Linked DNA regions of Mus musculus: region 2 is linked to region 1. A link is a contact called in public promoter capture Hi-C data. All regions are on one chromosome and are shown on one strand. Each heading gives the region's core, a stretch centred on a gene start, on an enhancer-like site or on the middle of the called end of the contact. The rest is flanking DNA. Distances are from core to core; before and after follow the strand shown.

What was found. Capture Hi-C pulls out chosen DNA fragments and counts their contacts.
Region 2: a promoter capture Hi-C map of liver shows a contact between it and region 1, with 4 times the contacts expected there. The contact joins the promoter of Ubap2l here to the promoter of Isg20l2 in region 1. A contact is called at or near these places in 2 of 39 promoter capture datasets (liver and pre-B cells) and 1 of 9 other capture datasets (liver).

Annotation. Positions count from the first base shown.
Region 1 is chr3:87,927,911-87,934,998 of GRCm38.p6, forward strand. Isg20l2 (interferon stimulated exonuclease gene 20-like 2) reads left to right here and starts at 2,404. Exons shown (of 4, transcript NM_177663.4): 1 at 2,404-2,701; 2 at 3,421-4,365. The coding sequence starts at 3,574. Rrnad1 (ribosomal RNA adenine dimethylase domain containing 1) reads right to left here and starts at 2,285. Exons shown (of 8, transcript NM_153562.4): 1 at 1,946-2,285; 2 at 14-138. The coding sequence starts at 2,056.
Region 2 is chr3:90,048,095-90,055,182 of GRCm38.p6, forward strand. Ubap2l (ubiquitin-associated protein 2-like) reads right to left here and starts at 4,421. Exons shown (of 28, transcript NM_001165984.1): 1 at 4,361-4,421. 4933434E20Rik (RIKEN cDNA 4933434E20 gene) reads left to right here and starts at 4,708. Exons shown (of 7, transcript NM_025762.3): 1 at 4,708-5,025; 2 at 5,414-5,515. The coding sequence starts at 4,960.

The DNA of each region.
Region 1 (7,088 bases), core at 1,154-3,653:
GGCTTGTACATACCTCATTTCCTCCCCGTCCCTCGGCATCCCCAGCAGCAGGGTGGCCAGCTGTGGTGGGTTCAGTCCATCCAGTGCTTCTTGCCATGAGTGGGGGAGTGTGCCCCACAGGCTGTCCGTGAAAAATTCCTGCAGGAGGAGCCAAGCAGTTTGAAGGACTCTACAACTATTCCCATTGTCTCAGCCCCATCTCAACTCTCCAGCTCATCACCTGCCTTTTTTGGCACTAGTGCCCAAGATGACAAGATGCCCGTATCTCCTGTCCATCTGTATCAGCTCTCAAGCCTGTCCCTGCCTCTACTAGCACCCATGTGGTACAGACTGCACTATATGTACACCTCTCATTATTAACACCCCATTCATTTCTGTTTTTCTCCATTTAGTTTCTTGTTTGGTCTGTTGGTTGTTTTTAAATTTTTATTTATTTTTATTTTATATACACTGGTGTTTTGACTGCATGTATGTCTGGGTGAGGGTGTTAGATCCCCTAGTACAGAAGTTAAAAGACAGTTGTGAGCTGCCATGTTGGTGCTGGAAGTTGAACCTGGGTCCTTTGGAAAATCTCTTGACCCCTAAGCCATCTCTCCAGCATGACCAATGTCTCTTTTCTTTTCTTTTTTTAAATCATGCATCACTAGCATGATCTCACCACAGCATTAACAGGTAACTATTTAGTAACCTGCTATTTTATGGTCCAGACAGCTGTGTATTTTAATTCATTCATTTGTTCTTTTAAAATTCTGGGGCTGTGGGGGCCAGGTATGGTGTCTATTATTAAAGGATCCCAGCACTCAGGTGGCAAAGGCCAGAATATCTCCATGAGATATTTCAACATAGTGAGTACCCATCTGAAAATAATGAACTAATTAAGGAGCAATTAAAAGCCTTGTTAGGAAGCCGGGCGTGGGCGTGGTGGCGCATGCCTTTAATCCCAGCACTCCAGAGGCAGAGGCAGGTGGATTTCTGAGTTCGAGGCCAGTCTGGTCTACAAAGTGAGTTCCAGGACAGCCAGGGCTATACAGAGAAACCCTGTCTCGAAAAAACAAAAAACAAACAAACAAAAATGCTTTTAACCACATAGCCATCTTGTTAGTCCTAGACAAACATTTACCCTAAAACAGCGGTTCTCAACCTGTAGGTTGGGACCTCTTTGGGGGTTCACACTTCAGCTATCCCGCATATCAGGTATTTACGATTCATAACAGTAGTAAAATTACAGTTACAGAGTAGCAACAAAAGATACTTTTATAGTTGGAGATCACAACATGAGGAACTGTACTAAATGGATGGATGTAGGATCACGAAGGTTGAGAATCACCCCACCCACAAGCCTTGCTGGTGCTCTTCTGTGTGTGTGGGGGGGAGTTGGGGGGAAATGAGACATGTCTCAACACTCGTTAAGCTGGCTGCAAGTCAAGACAATTCTGCCTTAGTCTTCTGAGGGGCGAGATTACAGAAAGGTAACTTTATGTATGTCTGCCCTGTTTTGTTTCCCTCCCCTCCTTTTTTAAAGTAACATCGTCCAGTCCAGGCTGCCCTAGAACTTGTTTTGTAGCCCAGGGGAACCTTTTACTCCCGATTCTCCTGCATCTACTTCTTAGGTGACAGGATTACAAGGGTACACCACATTTGGCCAAGCACTTCCTCTTCCCCAACCCACTCTTTATTGCCTTTAGTGGAGGATATCCTATGGAACATCTCGTTTCTCGTATGTTTCTATGCAACTGTAGCATGGCCAAATGTTGGTTGTGGGGTTTCAAATGAAACAAACAAAACTTAAGTATTAGAGTCAGAAGGCTGGGTGAAAAGTATTCTAGTAGTCAACGCGTTCCTTATTAGGAAGAGATAAAAGCTGTCTCCACATTTTCTCTGCAGTGGGCTCCTATTCACCCCCCGCCCCCCAAGAAGCACCCCGCCCTCAGCCCGGTGGCCTCACGATGATGTAGGCGTCCAGGATGGAACGGTAGTGAGCTAGGACGCGGGTGAGGTCCACAGCCAGTTGCCTTCTCTCCTCATGCGAGAGGCCATGGGCTGAAACGCCCCGCATCCTGTGGCGTGAAATGTCGGTGCAAGGAGGGAGGAGGTGAGGAGACACAAGGTCGGTACCACGAAACCATGCAACCCAAACCGGACTCAATTCTGCACGCCCGACGCAAAGCAAGAACTCCGAACCCGCCCGACGACACCTCTCAGGGCGATCCCGTCCTATTACAAATCCTTAGAACAAGGCGCACTTGCCCAACGTCACGACTTCCACTGGGCCAAGCCATTTGCGCAGCCGCAGGGGACTCGGAGACGTCACAGAAGCGCGCCCAGCACCAGCTTACGGCGAGGGGGTCAGCTGCAGGTCCCACCCTCCCTCCCGGAAGTGGGACCACGGTTCCGGCGCACTCTGTTCCGCTTCCCGCGGCCCACCACCTTCGAGTTGTACCTCCACGGGGCCCGAGGGGCCGGGGAGCGCATCCCGCCCCCGCCCCCACCCACGCCGCCGCCGCCGCCACCGCCGTTCCCGCTGCTCACGCACTCCGAGTCGCTGGCCTCGCTGCCTGAGGTGGGGGCGCTGCGGGCGCGTGCGCGCCGGCCGCCTTCCCGTTGTCGCCCGCGTTCTTGCCGTCCCGGCATACGTCGGCGCGCGCCTGCGCCTGCATCCGGCTTCGGACGCTTGCGATCTTAGTGGGGAACCAACTTGGAGGTAGGTGTATAGGGTGTTCGGGAATAGTTCGTGGATCGTCAAGAATGTGGTGGCCGAGGTGGCTGGCCCTCCACTGTGTCCTTACTGTGGGAGACAGGTAAGGTATGTGAGGAGATCGCCCCCACGTGGAGCCGAGGGAGCGCGACACCTGGATTTGGTCTTCATTTCGTAGCACGCTGAGAATTCCTGGGTGATCCAGAGGGTATTTGTGTTGTTTCTTCTCACCACTGGTACTTAAAAGTCTCATCTGACGCCCTTGTTTTGACTTCATAGACATGATAGAGTCGATCTCCGTGGGTCCCACATCTTTTTATCCGCAGCCTCAGCACCCTCATTTTATGTAATTAGATTTATTATTTGTCTGAGTGTTTTGTTTGTATTTATGTATGTGTATCGTTTAATTGCCCGGGGCCTGCAGAGATCGGAAGGCATCTAGTTTTTTCTGAAGCTGGAGGTACAGATGCTGTGAACTACTACAACGTGGGTGCCTGGAACTGAACTTAATATCTCTGCGAGAGCAACAAGGTTATAACTACTAAGGCGTTTCTCCAGCCCCAGCATCTTTAGTTTTTAAAATGGCACAGAGATCCGGAGAAGGGAAATAACCCTTTTAAGACCAACCTAAAGGTGAATTGTGGAGGCTTCAGTAGTTAGCCGGGCTTTGGGGCTTGTGGAAGTTATCACTTATGTCTTCCAGAACTGATCTTCTTTTCTCTCAGGCCTATGGTGCGGGAATCAGGATTACTTTGTCCCCAAGGCTGATTGCAGACCTCCACATGTTGAACTATGGGATTCCACAGAGGATGAGCCTCTCATCCTTTTGCTATCAGTGAGCCATTCTTCCCAGCTTCCTCCCACCATCCACTGATCTCATGTCTACCATACTCCTGAATTTAGACTTTGGGCAACCTTCGAAAAAGGCATTTGGAGGAAATGCCAAACATCAACGCTTTGTCAAGAAGCGAAGGTTCTTGGAACAGAAAGGATTTCTGAATAAAAAGAACCAACCCCCTAACAAGGTGTCTAAGTTGAACTCAGAACCTCCAAAGAAAGGGGAAACTTCAAGAGTAGATGGCATTTTGAAGATCCTTCCATGCCCAAAGAAGAAAGAGGCAGCTGCCTCCAAGAGGGACTCAGAGCAGTCCAAAGACAAGAAAGCACCATTGTCTTGGCTGACCCCTGCTCCTTCAAAGAAGACTGCTTCTGTTGTGTCTAAAATAGATTTGCTAGGGGAGTTTCAGAGTGCCCTTCCAAAGACTAAGAGCACCCAGAAGAAGGGCTCCAAGAAGAAGTCCTTGAAAAAGAAAATTGCTACAGAGAACTCCACCCAAGCTCAGTCAAAGGATAAAGGCTCCAAGAAGAAGCCCTTGAAGAAAAATGCTGTACCGAACTCCACCCAAGCTCGTTCTGAAGATAAGTGCCCTACAGTCCCCCAAAACTTGCCAGGGAAGATGGTGGCAATAGACTGTGAAATGGTGGGCACAGGACCCAAGGGACGCGTTAGTTCCCTGGCTCGATGCAGCATTGTAAATTACAATGGTGATGTGCTGTACGATGAGTACGTCCTCCCCCCCTGCTACATCGTCAACTACCGGACCAGATGGAGTGGCATCCGGAAGTGCCACATGGTTAACGCTACACCCTTTAAGACTGCTCGGAGTCAGGTGAGGAGCGTGGGTCGAGACAGTAGAGAGAGGTCTGGAGAGGACTTTCAGCAAGTGATATTCTGGGGAGGTGTCAAAGGATGGTAAAGGGAGGGAGAATAATGTCACGTGATTAGGAAGGCTTCCTATTGGAGTAAGGATTAGTTTCTTTTTTACATGGATCCTACCACCTCAGTTGACCCAATCTGAAAGCTCACAGACATGCTCAACTTTGCCTTCTAGTATAATTCTATTAAGTAGACAGTTGTGTCACAAGTCCATCCCTGTCAACTTATGACCAAACATCATACTTTTTAGCCAAACTTTCCATCCTTGGTCCTCATAAGCTCATAGTTATCCTATAATACAAATTTATGGACTGGATTTAGTTCAATTTCAAACGTTTCGAACAGTCTAAACAGAGTCTCTGAAGCTTAGGCAGACTCTTACCTGTGAGCCCCAGCACATCAGAAAACAAAACAAAGGCTGAGTGTGGTGGAGCACACCTTTTTTTTTTTTTTTGAGACAGAGTTTCTCTGTGTAGCCCTGGCTGTCCTGGAACTCACTCTGTAGACCAGGCTGGCCTCGAACTCAGAAATCTGCCTGCCTCTGCCTCCCAAGTGCTGGGATTAAAGGCGTGTGCTACCACTGCCCAGCGGAGCACAGTTTTAAAGCCAGTACTTGGGAGGTAGAGATGGGTGGATCTCTGTGAGTTCCAGGTCAGTTTCGAGTTACAAGGTGAGATCCTGTCTCAAAACCAAGTTTACACAAAAAGTGCGTGCTACACGAGCATAACAACTGAATCCGGAATCCGTAGAGCCCAGCTGTCTTAGTCAGGGTTTCTTTTTTTTTTTTAAATAATCTTTTTTTTTTAGATTTATTTATTATTATATGTAAGTACACTGTAGCTGTCTTCAGACACACCTGAAGAGGGAGTCAGATCTTGTTACGGATGGTTGTGAGCCACCATGTGGTTGCTGGGATTTGAACTCTGGACCTTTGGAAGAGTAGTCGGGTGCTCTTACCCACTGAGCCATCTCACCAGCCCTTAGTCAGGGTTTCTATTGCTATGATAAAACACCACGACCAAAAGCAGCCTTAAGAGGGAAGGAAGGGTTTATTTCAGTAATAGTCCAGCATGAGGGAAGTTAGAGTGGGCACTCAAGGCCGGAACTCCATGGCTGAAGCCATGAAGGAATGCTGCTGCTGGTTTGCTCCCTCCTGGCTTGTTCGGCCTGCTTTCTTGAAATACCTGTCTGGGGATGGCAGCACTTGCTTCAGTCACCATAAAGAGAAGGCAGCACAGACTTGTCTACAGACAAGTGGAGACATTTTCTCAAATAAGGTTCTCTCTTCTCAGGTAAATGTCTCAAGATGACTAAGTAGTTGACCCTGGTCACCTTAACAAACATATCATTGTTAAATCAACCTTTCCTTTCTTGTTGTCCCCAAGATGTCATAGTAATATCAATATTACAATATAAAACTTACTCCAAACTTTAATAAAAGTCCCATAGTCTTTAAAAGTTCAAACACTTAAAAAGTTTAAAGTCTTAAATATCTAAAGTCTTTAGAATTCCTGATTTCTTTAAGGTCTTATAACTATGGGTTCTTGGAAAATCAAAAACAGGTTAAGTATTTTATTTCAAGAGAAAAGAGCCAGGATAGATACAGTCACAGTCAAAGGAAAAGAAAGTCCAACATTACACAGCTTAAGCGTCCTGTTCAGAGACTCACGATCTCGTAGGCTGGCCATGAACTCGGAGACAGTCTTGCCCCTGCTTCTCAAATGCTGAGAAGGAAGGTATGCGCTGCTATGCCTGCCCTTAATAGAATCTTTAAGGAACTTTCAACCTTCTCTCTGAAACTTTACAAGCCAGGCCTTCATCCTCTGCACTGCTCTCAGCATTATTCTTCCTCTAAGTTTGCACAACAGCTCGTTAAGCTTTGAACACTAGGTGGTTTTCCAGTGCCAACTTCCAAAGTCCTTTTTCAATCCTCCCCAAAACACATGGTTAGTGTTACATCAGCAATACCCGACAACCTAGAACCAGTTTCTTTCTCTCTCTCTTTTTTTTTTCCTTTTCGGTTTTATTGAGACAGGGCTTCTTTGTATAGTCCTGGCTCACTCTGTAGACCAGGCTGGCCTTGAACTCAGAAATCCGCCTGCCTCTGCCTCCCAGGTGCTGAGATTAAAGGTGTGCACCACCACTGTCTGGCTTCTCTTAGAGGTTCTATTGCTGTGATAAAAACACTTTGACTAAAAGCAACTTGGGGAGGGAAGGGTTTATTTTAGCTTACAATTGTAGTCCAAGAAGAAATCAGAGCAGGATTCAAGGCAGAAACCTGGAGGCAGGAACTGAAGACGAGGCCATGGAATTGCTCGCTGCCTTGCTCCTCCCTCCAGGCTTGCTTAGAGCATCCAGGACCGTAAGCCTTGTGGCATTTGGAGGAAATGCATGGCATAGCTGGAAAAGACAACGGGGCAAACACCAGAGCCTCCAGTTCCATGTCCAGCACTCTGCACTGGTCATCACATTATCTGGACTGCCAGGCTATAGGCTGTAGGCTGGCCCTTGCAGCTCTCCTGCCTGTAGCACACAGAGCCCCTCTGTTGGGCTAGCTTCACTTTGTGCCTGTAGTGTACTTGACAAGTACACTGTGGTCCTGGCATTTCCAAAGCCCCAGATCCTCCATTGTAACTTAGGTTTCACCTTTACAGCTTTGTGCAGGAGCCTCCTTGA
Region 2 (7,088 bases), core at 3,171-5,670, 2.1 Mb after region 1:
CCTTTATATATGCTAGGCAAGCTCTCTACAACTTAGCTATATTTTCAACTCAAGATCCATCTTTTAATATATATTTTGGGTTTTAGTGTGAGCTGGCCTCAAACATACTATAGCAAAACTGACTTTGAAAACCTAATCAGGGGGAGGAGGGTGTGGGGGACTTTTGGGATAGCATTGGAAATGTAATTGAGGAAAATACGTAATTAAAAAAAAAAAAAAAAAAAAAGAAAGAAAACCTAATCATCTTTCCTCTACTTCCTGAGTATTGTGACTACAGGTGTGTGCCACTGAAAAAAACATTTTTTTTGTTATAGTGTAATAAATATGACTGTTATTACATTTTTATTCATATGCATCAGTGATAAAACATATGGTTCTGTATGCATAAAGTCCTAGGCTAGGCTAAGTAATCAAACCCTACACCTGAAAACGTATAAAAGTATATGTGATGTTTGTTTGAAGATAGTCTATGTAGCCTTGGCTGGCCTCAAACTCATGGCAATCTTCCTGCTTCTTCCTCCCATGTGCTGTCCCATATGACTTTTAAAAAAAAAGACATTAGAAACATACTTGATTACTGCTATCTTGCAAATAAGCAAAAATCATTATCAATATTAAAAAACTTTCTAAACATGTCAAAGTATCTGAAGTGTCTTTGACAAAAAGAAAGACAATTAACAAACCCTGAAAATACATGCCTTCCAGGAGTTGGGCACAGCACATACCTGTAATCCCAGCACTTGGAAAGCTGACCAGAGAAGATCATAAATTTGAGGCCAGCCTGGGCAACACAGTAAGATCCTGTCACAAAAGATAGACAGACATGAAAGAAGGAAGGAAGGGAGGAGAGAGGGAGGAAAGGGGAGAGAGGGAGGAAAGGAGGAAGAACCTTCTAGATTAGTCTATAAATCAAAGAAATTGCAGTTTTATAATACTGGATGAACTGTGGGCATAGCTCAGTTAAGGGCCTAAGGGTTCATAGCCATAACCGGGCTAGAAGGAAAAAAAAATACCCAGTACACATTAAAAACAGTCATAGCCTTACACTGTTTGACAAGCTGTGTGTGACTTCTACTACTTAGAAAAGACAAATTCATAACTAGCCTTTTATTTCCAGTTTTAGCTCTTCATGACTAGGGCATGTGTTAGTCCTAGTGACTACCCAGAATCTATTTCCTAGACAGTTAATTCCAACACACTGCCTTTGCAGCTGTTTCAGCTGGTCTCCTATATATTTTCAAGTAAACAGAATGGCAATTACTCTCCACCACTCACCTTAAAACAAAAGAGAATCCCAAATCTGCCCCCAATCAAATCCACCTATCACCAAGTTTGAAAAGGCTTCTAGGAAATGACTTTAAATTGGATAATGTTTGCAGAATGGCTTCACTTTTTGAAGAGACATAGAACATAGAGCCTTCTCAAAACTAGAACATAGTTTCTGTACTTTCTATCAAATAAGTGTTCTACTAAATTCAAGTTCTCTTTCTTCATATTGTTTTGTAATGTAATCTCATCTGCTGCTTTGAGTAAACAAAGGAAACATTCATCATCATGATAGTGTGCTCAAAATCAAGTTACTTTTCATTGTTTTATCCCTTTTCAAAGAAGACAAATTTATACTTTCCTGCTCTACATTTTTTTGTTCACTAACGAAACGTTATACAAGGTAATTCTAGACTGCCCAGCAGACACTGAATTTTGAGGTCAGGAGAGTTCTAAAGAAATATGCAAGGATTAAGTGGAGACATGAACTTCACCCATTTCTTGGATAACACAGAAAAAAAGCTGGCTTTTCACCAAGGAGTGTCAATAGGTTGCACAAGTCTTTGTTTTTGATGTGGTTATTAAGAACAAAGACTTCTACTTCATTCCTCATCGCCAATTTAGGTTTTAACAGGCACAGCACTAATTTTTAACCAGTACCTCTTCCCCAACATACATGTACAAAGACCTGTAAATAGTATAGTATTAGGTCACTTTCCCAAGCTAACATTATAGTTGTTTCAATACTTAATTTACAAAAATACAAGTGTTGTTTAACTAAGTACTGGTGGATCCAAAACAGCAATAGTTGGGGGAGAAGAGCTAGAGGAAAAATTATGTTTTAAAATTAGCTATAAGATAGTCAATCCCAACCTACTCCTGTTCCTGTGGTTTAAAAATGCTATATGGTTTCTATTCCATGTATATGAATTTTTAAGAATTATACCATAAATATAAGCTGTAAGATTAGTTGTATAGATCACTGCACATTTTACAAGTTAGATGTAAATATAGTCATATTGAAAGATATGTAACTAGCCAGAAAAAAAAATCTTTTTAATCAGTCTTGCTTTTAACTTCCATTTCCCTCTTTGGAAATACTTTGAAATGTGTAACTAAGAAAAATTTAACCCCCTCATTAGTAACAATGAGCAACAGGTCAAAAGTAAATAATCTGGGCAAACCACTTAAGGGCACAGAATTAGTACATTTTAGTAGCAAACAAAGATGAATACCTAGAGTTATACAGTGAAAGTGAGTGGCCTTGTTTTGTGAACTCATAGAAAACCTAAGTACTTAAGGGAAGTGGGATGAGAAAGAAGTATTGGAAACCAAGGGAACACTACAGAACAAGTACAGGTTTCAACAAAGAAGTGCCCTTGACTACATTTTGAAAGCCAGCTACTTAAAAAAATAGCCAGAGAAATTTTACTGAAAAAAATAAACAATAAGTATTTATTGAGAATCTACTACTTGTCCAATCCTTCAGGAAATACAAAAGCAGTGTGACTTAGTTGCTGCTCTCAGGGAGCTTACAATCTAATGTGAGAAACAATTCAGACATTCTGAAGTTGGACTGGGATGGGTAAGGCTTACCACTTCTAACAGAGAAACTAATTTTCCTAGACCTGTGTCCCATTCCCCAACCACCTTCAATCTAATAGGAGTCTTCCCAGTTAGAAACACTGGGGAAAGCCAGTACATTTAGCCCTTCCTCACTATTTTACATGACAGCAGTATCTCCCATTCACAACAGAAACAATCACTGGGATGATCTATAATTAAAGACAGTGGTATAGGACCCACAACACAGTCTTATCAACAGATACACATCCAAATATTTTAATCTCTAATGCTGGTTGTCAAACTGACTCATACCCCCCTCCCAGCAAGACACAGCAGATATCCCCAACGCAGAATATGGGAGGTGGAGACAAAAAATAATCTCTCCATTTAGTAGTCAGTGAGTCAAAGGCAAAAACAAATTTAACAAAATCGCCTTTAACTGTTTTTTCTTTCCACAACAACCTACACCAGAGGTTGCTAAATTTTAAGAATCGTGGAAAACAGTCTCTTGTTTGTGACATCACTTTGCAAAACAATTTAGGGGCTGTCCACCAGGTGAAGGGTCTCAAGAAATTTGGAATTCCATTCCCATTATGAGAAAAATGAACAAATGCCCAGTCTAGTGACATCCCTTAGGCGCAACACAATCCACGGGGGCCTCCATGTCCAGCTTCCCAAATAAGATAACTGCTTGGGTAGCCAAAACTACAGTATAGACAACAGGAAGTCAAAGACTGCAGCGAAAATATATTCCACGACCAGGGTCGGTAAGAAAGAAGGCAGGGTAATAAGAGGAGCTGACAAAGAGGCTGGAAATGAACAGAGAGGACAGAAGCCCACGCGCGGAGGATGGGAGACTCACCCCCCTCCGCGCCACATCTAGAGCCCATGGGGCCATTCGCTTCTCTACCTCCCACCCGGAACAAATTAATCCTCCGCACTCCAAACCGAGGGCCACATGGGGGAGTTTGGGGCAGCTCCACCCCATCGCCACCCCCCCTCCGCCCCCAAAACCAGGCCGGATCCGGATCAGAGGCCCAGAGAGGACTGGGGAGGGAGGAGGCCTTCTCCACAAGACACTGACCCTCCTAAACAACCCTACCTCAGGCTGGGCCCAGGCCTCGCTCGCCCGCGCTCTTTCTCGCTCTCCCCCTTCAGGCTCTAGCCACATGCCCCCCCCCTCCGGCTGCCCCAAGCCCCGCCCCGGCCACGCTCCCAAATCGAGGCCCCGGCTCTGGCGCGGCCCAGTAGGCCGCGAACCCAACTATAAACAAAACCCCCGGCGGCCAATTCGAGGTGGGGAGGTTGGACGCCCGGGTTCCCAAGACCAGAAGGGAGGGTGTACAGTGGGGAGACACACGGCGTGGGGGGGGCCTACCGCGGGACAGGAATACGGAGGGGACAGAGGAAAAGAAGGGAGGGTAAAAAGGGGATCGCGGATTTAAAGGGGCCGCGGACAATACCCGGCCCCGCCGCGTTGCCGCTGCCGCCGCCGCCGCCGCCAACGCCGCTGCGCTCCCAACTTTACCTCAGTCTCCTCCACACTGACACCCCGGGCCGCGCCGCCCCTGTCACGTGATATAAGATTCCCTCCTCCCCACCCCCTCCCTCCTTTTCCCTCTCGCGCTCGCTCTCGCGCCTTCCCCCTCCCACTTGCCTTCCTGCGTCCCTCAGCACGTGACGCGAAAGGGCCGCGCACGTCAGCGTGCGCGCGCCTCCCCGCCACGAAACACTGCTCTTGAGTTCCGCGCGCCCGCCCCGCCCCCGCCCCGCCCCGCACGGATCCGCCTCCATCACGTGACTCCAGTAAGGTCTCGGCTTCCTCTTACTGGCGTAGTTCCGCGTCTCCGCACTCCCAGGTACCTTTGCGGACATAAGTCACGTGGCGGAGGGGGTGGGGGTGGGGAAATGGGACGGGAAGGTCCGATGCTTAACTAGCGCCCCCATCCACCATGTTTTCTGACGGACTCTAGCCTGGTTTTTTTTTTTTTTTTTTTTTTAATCGAAAACCATATGGAAATGTTCGGAGAGCTCCAGGGAACCTAGGTTCCCTGGCTTCGGCAGAGCCTGGGCTAACGCGCGAGCGCGGCGGGACTGTCCTAGCAGGTGTTCCCGGAGAGAGAGGCGATGGCGTCTAGTAGTAACTGGCTTTCTGGAGTGAATGTCGTGCTGGTGATGGCGTACGGGAGCCTGGTGAGATCCCCATTCTCTTCCTCTTGTGGCATTTGTCTGAGTCCCGACCCTCTGAGCCGGACTCCTGAAAAGAAGGCTCCTGAGCCGTTCTGTCTTTGTTCTTCAGCCACTTAACTTGTTTTGTTTCTGGACTTCCGAATTGTATCCGTAGACAGTCTGAGATCTTTAAGTCAAAGCTGCCTGGCTCTAAGTAAGAACCCTCCCTCTTAAATTCTAGAGCCCAGATTAACATGCCTCTCCGTTACTAGCCCCTGACCCACCTCCGTCCTTAGCGACCCGGCTTCGCCCCAAAGCATCCAGCTCTGAAGGCCTAAACCCAGGGATTTTGAAAGTGAACATTTTAAAAAATTATTGCTATTACTAAAATGGCTCTAATCTCTTTGGGCAGGTATTCGTACTGCTGTTTATTTTTGTGAAGAGACAAATCATGCGCTTTGCAATGAAATCTAGAAGGGGACCTCATGTTCCTGTAGGACACAATGCCCCCAAGGTAGGTCACTAGAATGCAAGGTAAACCTGTTCTTTGGCACAAGGAGATTTTTCTCGGACTTTAAAAGAAGACTTTTATTCATATGCTTCCTTTCATTCCACAGTCTAAGCAATAACTTCCTGCTCACTGCTGCTCCACAACATGTACCTTAAGATTTAAACCAATTCAGCTGTAAAATGTCTCATCTTCAACTAAAATTACTAAATATTTCATGTTGCTTTAGTTTAAGCATGATGCTGAGAACACTTACAGTTGGTTCCAGCGTTGTGAGAATGGTTGCCTTTGCAGAATTTTAAAGATGCCCATTGTGCTTGCTTAGAATGCAGACGACTGGGTTTAATCCTTGACACTGCTGAAAGCAAGGGGCGGGGCAATAATCACCTAGTTATACTTTTCAAGTCAAACCTAAAGCCAAAGAAAGAAATTACCTAACAACTTTTTAATGTTGTTATTGTTCTTTGTTTTGTATTTTGAGACATACTGAACACCCAATTGTAACCCAATAACTCTCACCACGGAACCTCAAAGCAGCCCTCCTGCAAGGACAGTACAAGTAATGAGATTACCAAGATAATGTGCCACATCAGACTGCGTCCACAAATTAAATAATCGTGCTGGGCTTGGTAGAGCATACCTTTAATCCCAGCACTCAGGCAGAGACAGGTGGATCTCTGAGGCCAACCAAGTCTACAGAGCTAGTTCAGGACAGCCAGGGCAATGTAGAAAAACCTTGACATGAAAAACCAAAAAAAGAATAGTAAAAGTAAATAATCTAGTAGTGTCTAAACTTTCTCCTTAAGTGCTTTGCTTTTCTTGGCTTTAAGAAAAATGTCTTCTGGGCTGGCGAGATGGCTCAGCGGGCAAGAGCATTGACTGCTCTTTCGAAGGTCCTGAGTTCAAATCCCAGAAACCACATGGTGGCTCACAACCACCCATAATGAGATCCGATGCCCTCTTCTTGTGCATCTAAAGTCAGCTACAGTGTTCTTATGTATAATAATAAATGAGTCTTTGGGCCAGAACAAGCAGGGACTGAGCAAGTGGGGCCAACCAGAGCGAGCAGAGGTCCTAAAAATTTAATTCCCAACAACCACATGAAGGCTCACAACCTTCATAATTTTGTATGTACTCACATACATAAAACAAATAAATAAATCTTTAAAAAAAAAAGAAAAGAAAAAGAAAAATGTTTTCTAATGGAACTTTGTCTATTGAGAAACCTGTTGGTATATATAACTACCATCTGACATTAAAACTCAGGTTTCAAGGCTGGGAAGTTGGGCATATTTCTTTAATCCCAGCACTCAGGAGGCAAAGGCAGGAGAATCTGTAATTTTGAGGCCAGCCTAATCTACAGAGTGATCTCTAGGACAGTCAGGACTCTACAAAGAAAACTTGTCTGGAAAAAAAAAAACAAAGACCCTTAAGTTTCAAATAGCCATCTCAAACCTAGTATACTTAAGTCAGAAATCCTTTGTGTATATGTGTACACTTATGTGTAAGTAGGTATGCATGCATGTGTGTGCCATATGTGGAAGCCATACTGTGGCATAGTCCATTTTCTTCAGTTGCT